Regions from separate parts of the Gossypium hirsutum genome. Here region 1 is linked to region 2. Evidence: chromatin contacts called from public Hi-C data. All regions are on one chromosome and are shown on one strand. Each heading gives the region's core, a stretch centred on a gene start, on an enhancer-like site or on the middle of the called end of the contact. The rest is flanking DNA. Distances are from core to core; before and after follow the strand shown.

The links. A called contact is a pair of places that touch in the nucleus more often than the background predicts.
Region 1: a Hi-C map of leaf shows a contact between it and region 2, with 2.1 times the contacts expected there. The contact joins the promoter of LOC107953219 here to the promoter of LOC107953212 in region 2. A contact is called at or near these places in 5 of 34 Hi-C or Micro-C datasets (anther, hypocotyl, leaf and 1 more).

The regions. Positions count from the first base shown.
Region 1 is chrA07:22,925,809-22,931,367 of Gossypium_hirsutum_v2.1, reverse strand. LOC107953219 (zinc finger protein BALDIBIS) reads right to left here and starts at 3,425. Exons shown (of 3, transcript XM_016888457.2): 1 at 2,916-3,425; 2 at 2,436-2,832; 3 at 980-2,283. The coding sequence starts at 3,039. The coding sequence ends at 1,287.
Region 2 is chrA07:22,575,314-22,580,350 of Gossypium_hirsutum_v2.1, reverse strand. It overlaps LOC107953212 (NADPH-dependent diflavin oxidoreductase 1), which reads right to left and starts at 2,049. Exons shown (of 12, transcript XM_016888449.2): 1 at 1,749-2,049; 2 at 1,595-1,672; 3 at 1,374-1,478; 4 at 652-743. The coding sequence starts at 1,889. It overlaps LOC107953209 (protein disulfide-isomerase 5-1), which reads right to left. Exons shown (of 5, transcript XM_016888447.2): 5 at 4,909-5,037.

The sequences.
Region 1 (5,559 bases), core at 2,176-4,675, 350 kb before region 2:
TCTGATTCAGAGTCAAATAACAAGAGAAGTCTAGGTGGATTTTTCCTTTGGGTATTGTCTAAATAAATCAGTTTTCCCAAAAGTATTTCCCCAATTTACTTTCTGTTTATTCTTAGTTTAGTTAATTAGTTTAGATAAAACAAATCCCCTTATTTTTAGGCTAGATAACAAAAAGAAAGTTAATACTAATACTTTTAGTTCCTGTGGGTTCGACATTCCGATATTGCTATAAACTATACTACTGTTCGATAGGTGCGCTTGCCTTCATCGTGATAATAGTTAGTTTTCAAGTACGATCAATCATAAATATAAAACTTATCACGAGACATCAAATCAGCCTCCCATTAAATCCTAAATCATAACGAAACCCTAAAATCCATTTACTACCCTAAAATACCCTAAACTTTAAAAAAATAACCCTAACAAATCCATAACCCAAACCCTTAAAAAAACCCGACTGTAGAGATAGGGGAAAACATACCTATTCTGATAAATATGCTCAAAATCTATAAATTATATTAAAAATAAAAAAATATTCTAAAATAATGCATATATAATGAATTTTTAATTTCATTTATAAAATTAGACAAAATATTTTTACCCTCTCAACATTATAAATTGGGAGAAAAAATATTACATCAATAAAATTTAATCTAATTATAAAAATGTTAAACGGTGAATTTTCGCAACTGCTAGTACCACCATTTTTTTATGACAAAAGTATTTTTGGTGTTGGTTTTACAATTAATAAGAGATAATTTTTTAAAAAGTATAACCATCTCTTTCAATAATATTATTTTTACATATACAATATTCCCTTGTATTTTTTCATCACCTCATGCAAACTGCAAAACAATTTTTTTTTTCATGCACGACACGAAGGAAAAGTGGGTATTTGAGAAAAAGCAAAGAAAAGTGGGTATTGATTGAGTTGAACATTTTGACATAGAAGGAAGGTCAGTCATAGAGGCTGAAAACATAGGTAATTGTCTGATTTTATTTGGAGTCCAGCTAGGAAATTTGTCATAGCCGTCACAGTAGAAGGGATGAAAAGACAATGCAAATTAATGAAAGTTGAAAGAAAAAAAACACAGGAACTATAGTAGTAATAAAAACGGTGAAAAATCTACGTGCATGGAGGGCCCAAACCACTGCCAAGTCTCTTTTTCTCTTCAGTCTCTTCCACCACCGCAGTCCAGTGGCCCCCACCACCTTTCACAAGACTCCATTTCCCAGTCCATGACTCGTTGTTTGATTTACATGGTGTGAGTGTCCACTACTCTAAATCAACTCCATGGGTGAATGGAACCCATTGAAGCAAACTTGGCTAGCTCTTGTTGCAACAACGGTCTGCTTGATTCACCTCCCACGCCAAGAAAATCTCTGGTTAAGCTCGATTCAACTTCATTTGAATTTGTGTTATTCAGCTTCGATGCAAGTACAACCGCTTGGTCACCTTGTTTCCCTTTGCTGCTGGCGTTTCTAACAAATGAGCTCGACTTTAAATCATCTAATGCAGACCCGTCTTTCACAATGGCTGCTTGATTTGAGGACAGTGAACTCACTAATTCATTTATGTTGTCAGATTGGTCGTTCGTTTGCTTGAATAGCTTGTAAACATGGTTCTTGTTTTGGTCGTAAGTGTTGGAGCTGATTAACCCAAAGCCACTGTTGTTAATTGCTGGGTTGTTTCTTGTAGATCCCATCTGGGCTGCTTTTTGCAAGAGTGCAGTGGCTGACATGTGAGTGTGGTTTTGTTGTTGTTGTTGTTGGAGACTATTGTTGGAATACAAAGATGTTATGGATTCAGACAAATCTCCCTTGTTCTCTTCTTCTTGTTTTGGTCCTTGTCGCAATGCTGACATGTTGAGGTTTGCACCTGCAAATGATGCATCTTCTGGGTACTTGCCGAGCCAGTGTGTAGTCAGTGATCCAAACATGTTCATTGGTGCCATTCCCAAGTCAGGAAAGCTTGTAGATTTTGGTGCTAAGAAAGCGTTTGTATTACTGGGGATACCAAAAGGGTTATTAGCTTCGTCAAGCCATAACTGTAGCCTTGGGTTTTGCCCATTTGAGTTGAGGTTGTCGACTAGCTCTAAACCACCGAACTCTGGCCTAAACCCTGATGAAAATTGGTGCATCCCATTGTTATTGGCCCCATGTATCAAATCATTTCTAAAGGATGCTGCCGCTGGGTTAACATTCGTTGAAACCGAGGTGAATCTTGCACTTTCTTCAGCTAAAGCATCGCAGAAAGCTCTATGAGTTATGAAGCTATCCTTCCTGTATGATATAAAAAGAAAGAAACTAATAAAAACCCTTCTCGAATCGTTAACTAAGAGCAGCCATTTTAGGGTCAGACCTCATTAAATACTCCAAAAAACTAATAATCATACGAAATTCCCCATAAACTATATATAAGCATTTGGAGTTACCTGGAAAAGAGAGTTCCACAGTCACATCTATACTCTCGAGTGCCACAAATCTTACTGTGAGCTTTCCAATCCGACTGAACTGCGTATTTCTTGGAACATTTCTCACACTTCCATTTCTTCTCGCCGTGTTTCCGGCTGAAGTGCTTCTTGATGCCAGTGAGGTCTCCTAGAGCTCTGGATGGGTCATGGTGAACGCAGGTCTTTTCAGGGCAGATGTAAACTTTCTTTCTAACTTCTTTGTTTGTTCTTTGCTTCAGCTTCCATGGCAGATTGTGACCTCTCCTATGGAGTTGTAAATTCTGGTCCCTTTGGAAACCTTTATTGCAGATTTCACAGAGGAATCTGTTGGTCGCCATGAGAGATTTTGGGGACAAAGCTATAACCTCTGCATCTGGATCTGCTTAATTCAACAAAAATCCATCAAGAAAATACACTTCTAAAAGTTAATAATAGTGATAACTTGATATTACATAAACTTGCCTGGCGTTCCTGGAAAATTTCTTTTCTTCTTCACTGGATTAGGGTTAGGGTTTGGATTTGGTTGTTGAGCTTGAGCTAAACCTTTGACAGTTGAGGGAATCGAAAGCCCATCTGGAGACATCATTTCTGATATACTTTGATGAATTGAAGCAGCTTCGTGAAACCTAAACTAAACTACTGGTTCAAACCTGGTGATTTAGTTTATACTACAAAATAGAAGAAGCTTAATTTGCTACAAAGTAAAACACAACCCAACAGATCTCTCTCTCTTTTGGGTTTTTCTTTTTGGATTCTGAAAGAAGGGAAAGATTGATTTTTGAACTTTTTCAAACTCAGTGAAACTATATATATGTATATGAATATGGGGTTTGGTTGAAGAGGTTGTTCAGTTTTGGCTTAAAATTAACCCAAAGAAAAAACCAAAAAGAAAGGTAGCTGGAGGGAATATATTTTTTTTATCTGCTTATCTTACACGAGCTCCCTCGAAGTCAGTCAGCCATAGACTCAGCAGGACCACCTTTATATATAAGTAATTCTGATATATAATTATTATATTATTTGCAATCGTTTTAAAATGCTACATGTGAGAGAGATCATGCAAAAAGGTCAGATGAGGTGAAATTAAAAAAAAAAAAAGTAGTAAGGGATCTGAACAAAACAAAAAAGGAAAAATTTTAAGAGACTGTAAATTCACCCAATTATATATTTCATTAAATAGTTTAACAAGTAATAATTTACTTATTCTTATAATAAACACTTACCTTTTTAAAAAATAATTATATAATAGTTACTGACATGATGTAAAGTAACCGTGATTTTTTTAATTATGCGTATATTTCTTGTTGGTTATTAATATTTATTTTTAAATTTTGTAGTTCTTCCTTTTCTTTTTTTTCTTAACATTATTTTTAAAGTTTGAATTTATATTTTTCTATTAAAAATATAGTGTTATATATTTTTGTATATTATTTACTAATATATCTTTGAGGGAAATTTATTAGAATATGTTTCTTTAAGAGTATTTCTATATTTATTGGGTGTTGAGCTAAGGATACTTAACAATCCTTTCAAGTTTTTTTGTATGCTTTTGAAAGAAGAGTTAACTATTTTGTTATGATTATTATACCTCCATATCAATTAGTGTCAAGTTCATGAGAAAAATTTTAAAATTAATCGGTAACAATTGAAAATAAATTTTGAAACAGTTGCAGATAAACCTAAATCATAAACTCGACATTTAGTGATATCAACTTCGTTATTACTTTAAAAAAAATAGATAATGTAACCTTAATAAATTTTAATAAAAATATAAGTTGAAGTTAACACATGTGGTTGTTGACTTTCACTTAAAATCATAGCATAACCATGATTTCAGAAACTATAAATAGGCAATTAAACTTGTTAATTTTGCACGGTAAAACAAAACAAAACATATTTTACATTCTACCTTCCCTTTACACAACTAAGTACCTCTAAATTACAATTATCAATTGCTCTATAATGGCTGCAACTTATTGAGATCCTAAGAAGGGCATGTTGGTCGGAGTTTAATGACACTTCAATATTATCTTGTGGCTTGGCTTCGCAACAATACGAGTATAGGTTTGCCTGGCGACAGAATCATTCATCAATTAAGAGGTACTAAATTCTTCCACGTAAGCCAAATTGGGAGAGTTACTTACGTTCTGTCACTCATATCTATGTTTTATCTCTAATACAGCAAAGTGCCAATAACGCTAGAAGATATAACGTTGTTGATGGGGTTTCTGGTAGACAAACATATTATAATAGAAAAATTCAAGCATAGTCTAGGGCAAATCCTTTATGACGCTTTCAGAATAGGTATCGACCTTTCATCTTATTTCAATAAGAATCATGTAAAGTTAAGCTAGAATTGACGAGGTGATTCAATCATCTCCATAAGAATCTAACACCCACTGATATTGATTGTTATTCTTGAGCATACATTCTTGATTAATCGGAGGCGTTTTGATGCTAAAAAAGACTGGCAACTTAGTTTATACTGTGTCACTCTCGTTGTCATCTAATTCTTTAACAAATGGTACATATAGTTGGTGCTTTACAATTTTGGCTTGCTTATGCAAGGCATTGTGCAAAGGGGTGTAGAGTGGGGAACAAAGAAGTGAATGATTGCCTTATGATTTTACAGTTGTAAGGGTGGTATTGACTTTAATTTATTGTGCCTATACCCTCTGAACCTCTCGATTTTCTTACAGTAAAAATGTAAACGTTAAACCATTAAACCATAAAATCAATTACTTTCTAAATGTTTTATATTTGTACTAAAATTTTGTGATTTTTTAGGTGGTCCAAGCATCGTGACCATATTACATATTGGAAGGATGATTTAGTGTCAATATGAGGCGTAATTGAATTTAATTTAATTAAATATCACCTCATAGTAGAACTTTAATTCATTGTTTCTTTGTGATTGCAATTTATGTAGATGTCATACCAAGTAAAAGAGATTGCAACAATAATTCCGACAAAGGCACATGTGCACAAAGCATGTTTTCATCATCTGTGCCCTCATAATTTGTTTTTTCTTGCATTAAATAACATCAACTAGATCAAGTTTTACGATAGTTCGAGATGGGTCTTGGAATTTCGATAGATCCTAAGA
Region 2 (5,037 bases), core at 800-3,299:
TAAAAAAGAAAAACTATCCTATATTTTGGAGGGTGAAGAAGAAATCCATATCTCTTGCAATTCAATCTAAATGATTCTTAAGTCTATTTGGCACTTCTAGTAGTAACAACAAAGATTCATGTCTTATTTCAACTTGGATGATCTTGGAATGCATTTGTGGCATAGAGATATCTCTTAACCATGAAGTAAAAAGTTTGTGTGACATAAGCCACAAGGTTCCTCAAAGCTACCCTATGCTTTTAATCCATATCCAATCAGCTCTAAATGACAGTACGTAGCTTCTAAAGTTTTTAATGCTTTTCAGAATACCAGTGTTGATGTAAACTATCCACTCTCGGCAGTATGCTTTCCAAGAATGTAACCATTAACCAATGGACGCTTACATCTCTCTTTAAAGCTAGGTTATCATCTATAAATCAGTTAAATCTCTCTAAAACCTAGATTATCATGCACACTCCCCAACATTTTGTTTCCACAAGACTTTATTTACTTGATTTCTGTATGGTTTTTGCAGCATGTTCTAACTTCTAAAAGGTTTTGATTCAACAGTGAATCATTTAGAGAAAGCAGAAATGAGAAGAATATTGTAGAAGAAACTACTATCAGACCAAGTTAAATGACATTCTTCTTAAAAGTACTAGATTATAATACCCTGAAGGATGCTGATCATCTCCCAAACCTTTCTCAACAACAGCTGTAGCCCCAAGGTCTGAAAGTCTTTTATCAAGCTTCTTTGCAACAAACTGCAGCCACCACATGCCAAACTAAGTTTCGCTCTAATTATGCACCAGGAACAGCGTCAATCAAACTACATGCCAAACAATTTAATAGAAACTGAAACAAGAAAGCCATAGAAAGCCACCGTATTCATAGCTTATGCTATAAATCAAATTAATATCAATCACGAATGTAATCATGCCTTACAAATGTATAACAATCTCATTAATTAAACCCCGGGGTTATACGAGGTCGAATGCGGAGTCCGGATTTGAATCCAACTCTAAAAATCAAAATCCCATAATGTGTCTCGAGACATTAATACATGTCTCGAGACTGGCCTCCCTGTTTCCCTATTTTTGCTTCAATGTGAAGATGTCTCAGGACATCGGAATTAGTGGCCTTCATTAAGCAATATGGATAATAGTAATCCGCATTGAAAATAGGCATTTGGTAATAATCATAATGTCATCAAGAGTATATGAAGTCATTGGGTTCCTCAAACATTGTACTCCAAGATGAGGAACATTAACAAAACTGATATAAGCCACAAAGAATGAAGAATAAAAACAAAATATAATATAAATAATTGTTATGTGAAAAACAGTAGATATGAATTTAAAAATGCAATAAAATCAACTGTGGAAAACCATTACATTATATTTTTGGTACCCTGAATCTCCTAATCCAAACACTGCATAGTGAATTCCTTCCAACCAATGGCTGCCAAGATTTCTTTGCAGAAGAAACCTCCAAAATACCTGCAATATAATACATGTATGTATATAAAAGATTAGGAAAGCGAAAACAATAACTTTGAGGCATACTAGGAACAAAAATAGGATATTTGAAGAAAAATAATTACGGTTAGCCTTGCCTTCATAGAATCTGGAGTATCCCCTTGGCCTGTGGTAGAAACAACAAAAATGACAGTGTCTTCAGCAGGCAACGAATTCTGCAAAACAGTATCAAGTAAGTTACTCAGAAAAATAATTTTAAATGGAAAAAGAAAAAAGGAAGAGATAACTTACAGCATCATAATCGTCGGTTGAACGAATAACGACGGTGCAGGCTCTTCGCTCAGCTTCTCGTGCAATACGCTCGGCTACATCTAATGCGTTTCCCGTCTGAGTTGCGTATAGTATGAGTAGTGTCTTCGACTTCATCTCCATTGCTAAACTTGAAGAATGAAGTGCTCCTTCTAGGGTTATCGGAATCGACGGAAGATTCAAGAAGGTTCGCGGAAAAAGCGATCGCGGGTCGGGTTAAGTTAGAGGTTACGTCCAGATGCCTTCAGAACCCTTAATTCTGTGCTTAAACTCTTTTGGCACTTCGGTACTTGTGCTATTTTTTTAATCTCCATTTTTACTTTAATGTAAATTACATAAACAGTTATCTGATTATTAGAAATTTTATTGTCAAGTCGCCTAACTTATCAATTTATCTTTTTAGTCCAAAACCGTTCAAATAAAATAAAAAATAAACCCAAAACGGTACCGTTTTGATAAGTTTTGGGTGCTTTAAAGCCCCGAAGAATAAAGGGGCAAAGCTTTCACAACGGCGGAATGCGTCGCTGCAGGGTTATGGGAGGCGCTGCCACCTCTGCCTCGCCTTCCGTCGGCTCTGATTTCGGGAGCAACATGCTCTGGTTCTACACAGACGACGCTCCGGGCTTGAAGATCTCCCCTACCATTGTCCTAGTCATAACTCTTTGTTTCATTGCCTTTGTCGCCGCTCTCCACGTTTTTGGCAAGATATATCGCGCCAAAGCTGGAGCTGGATTATGAATCGTGACCCGACCCGGTCTCATTTTTTCTGGGATCTATGACCTGTTCTTGAATCAGTAACTAAAAATAATCAAATTACACTATTTCCCCATTTTTTTAACTTTTGATACTATAAATGATGGATGGGTGGCAAGCTTGTAATTATCTAATGTTGTTTGATCCAGTTAATTTTCAAATTTTCATTAGTGTTCTTACTTCTCTGTTCACTGTTTCTGCTGTTATAATAAACAACAATCAAAGAAGGTGAAAATGTATCAGATTATTAAGATTTTAAAACACCGTTTTGGGGGTTAAAAATAGTTTTTTTTAATTATAAAATTACGTGAAAATTATGGGAAAAAAATAATAGAAAAAAATACATATCATTAAGTTAACTGCCACATTAGTCTACCATTAGTATTTTAACGGTTTTAGACTAAAAAAATGAATTGATAACTCGGATAATTATTTTGTAATTTTTTAAAATTAAATGTCTTAATAAGAAATTTTTTAATAGTCGAGTGACCATTTATATAATTTACGTTTTATTTTATATAGCAAAAATAAAATATAAAGGCTAAAGTTAATAGCAAAAATAAAGTATATAGGCCAAAGTGCTAAAAATTATTTTAGGCACCAAAATGATAATTTAACTAAATACTATTGAGTAATATTCTTTTTCCGTATCGTATTAAGGGGAACGAAGAGGATATTTATACATGTTTCTACTGCTACTAGTACAAATTACAATAGGGCCCACTATTTTATCTCGGTCTTGGGATCGATGGCATTGACATTCACTGTCTTTGGTGTTGACATTCCCTAGGCCTCTCTTGGCTTTTTAGACGCATGTCTACAGAGCAAGCGATCCTTTCTGATCTTGGGACTGACTCCTCTAACGAGCCTCATACCTGTTAGTTACAGGCGGGAGTCTCTTGTAGGACTGACGATCCCTTCTGCAAACATAACTTGCGACCTCATTCCTGCGAGGCTAATGCGAGCCCTCCATGCGAGCTTTCTACGCGAGTTATATTTGCGAACATCTAGCATTCCAGCAAGATCCCAGCAAACTATCTCTATAAGCGAACATTCTTCTTTTGGGTCGAGTCTATCTGAGTCGGAGATTCGAATCCTATTTGGCCATTTGGGCTAACAGTTACCAAATCCTAACAAATACAAATGTGAAAAGAGATTAGGTCAAAATAAAAAAGGGTTAAACCTTAGTTGCTAGTGGATAAAATATCTTTGGATTTTTTAAATGCTTAATACGGTTTTTGAGATTAGTTGCATCAAAAACATTTCAGTTATTAAAAAATTATACTAGCTACGATTAAGAGAAAGTGGAAATACTAGACAGGAGTGTTAAATATTTATTAGTTGCTACGATACGGTCGTGTCGAGCTTTCAAAATTATACTAGCTCAATAGTCAGAACTCTCTGGATTGTGGATTAATCTGAGCAAGTGGCTGCTGTTTTTTAGCCATTCAGGGCAGATAAGAAAAAGACGTTGGAACTTGGATGTTTGATATTTTAGGGGCAAAGCAAATTGTTTGACCACTGGGTAAGTATTTGGGACCCAGGTGGGCTTCATAAGTAATAAGAAGCTTTTCTTTCAATCGTTTCTCAAGAAGATGCAATCAAAACTGGCAAGTTAGATATCTTCATACCTTTCCCAGGGAGGTAGATATACATTAATTCCAAGTGTCTTATTTTTAAGGTCAAATGCCCATACTTGGATTTTCAAGGCTAGAAAACAAACAACTAGGTGGGAAAATACCACCCAGTTTGGGATATCGGTTTCCCTCCAAAGGGTTTCACTTGAAAACAAGCTTGAAGGGGTAATTCCTTCTAGTTTAGGTAATCGAGAAGCTTTGATAGAGTTGTATCTTAGCGGCAACAAGCTATCTCGAGAACAAGTCACTTGAAAATACAGGAACTACATGGCTGAGCAGAGCTGGGAAGCAACGGCTAACTTGACAAGCGTAGGACTGTGCTGACCCGGCGATGGCTGGGTGAGCCGGAACCCAAACCTAGAAAATAATAAAATGTTTTATTTTGATTAATAATAATTATTAAACAAATTATATTTTAATCCTTTAAAAAATTTTTAAAGTGGTATATAATGATAAATTGTGCCAATCCACACGTAAAAAAAATATATCATGTCAGATTTCTGTTAAATTTTTTAACAGAAGTAGTCAATATGAACAAATTATGTAACATATACATCTAAATTGCAAACTTTTTATTTTAGATACTTTAAATGAAAATTTTTTATAATATCCAAAAATATATACATGTATATGGTAAATAATTTAAAATAAAAAGAATTATTTTACTATATGAAATATTTAAAATTTAAAATTAATTTAAATCAAAATAAGTATTAAATGCATGACCCACGACAAAATTTAGACCGTCCATCTTGTCCAAATTTGAAGTTATCCAATTTCATTTTTGTATAAGCTTTACTTTTGAATATTATAAAACAAATACAAAATCAGATCCGGAAAATCTCAGAACTGTTCTTTTCCTTTAAAGGAAAAATTGGTTT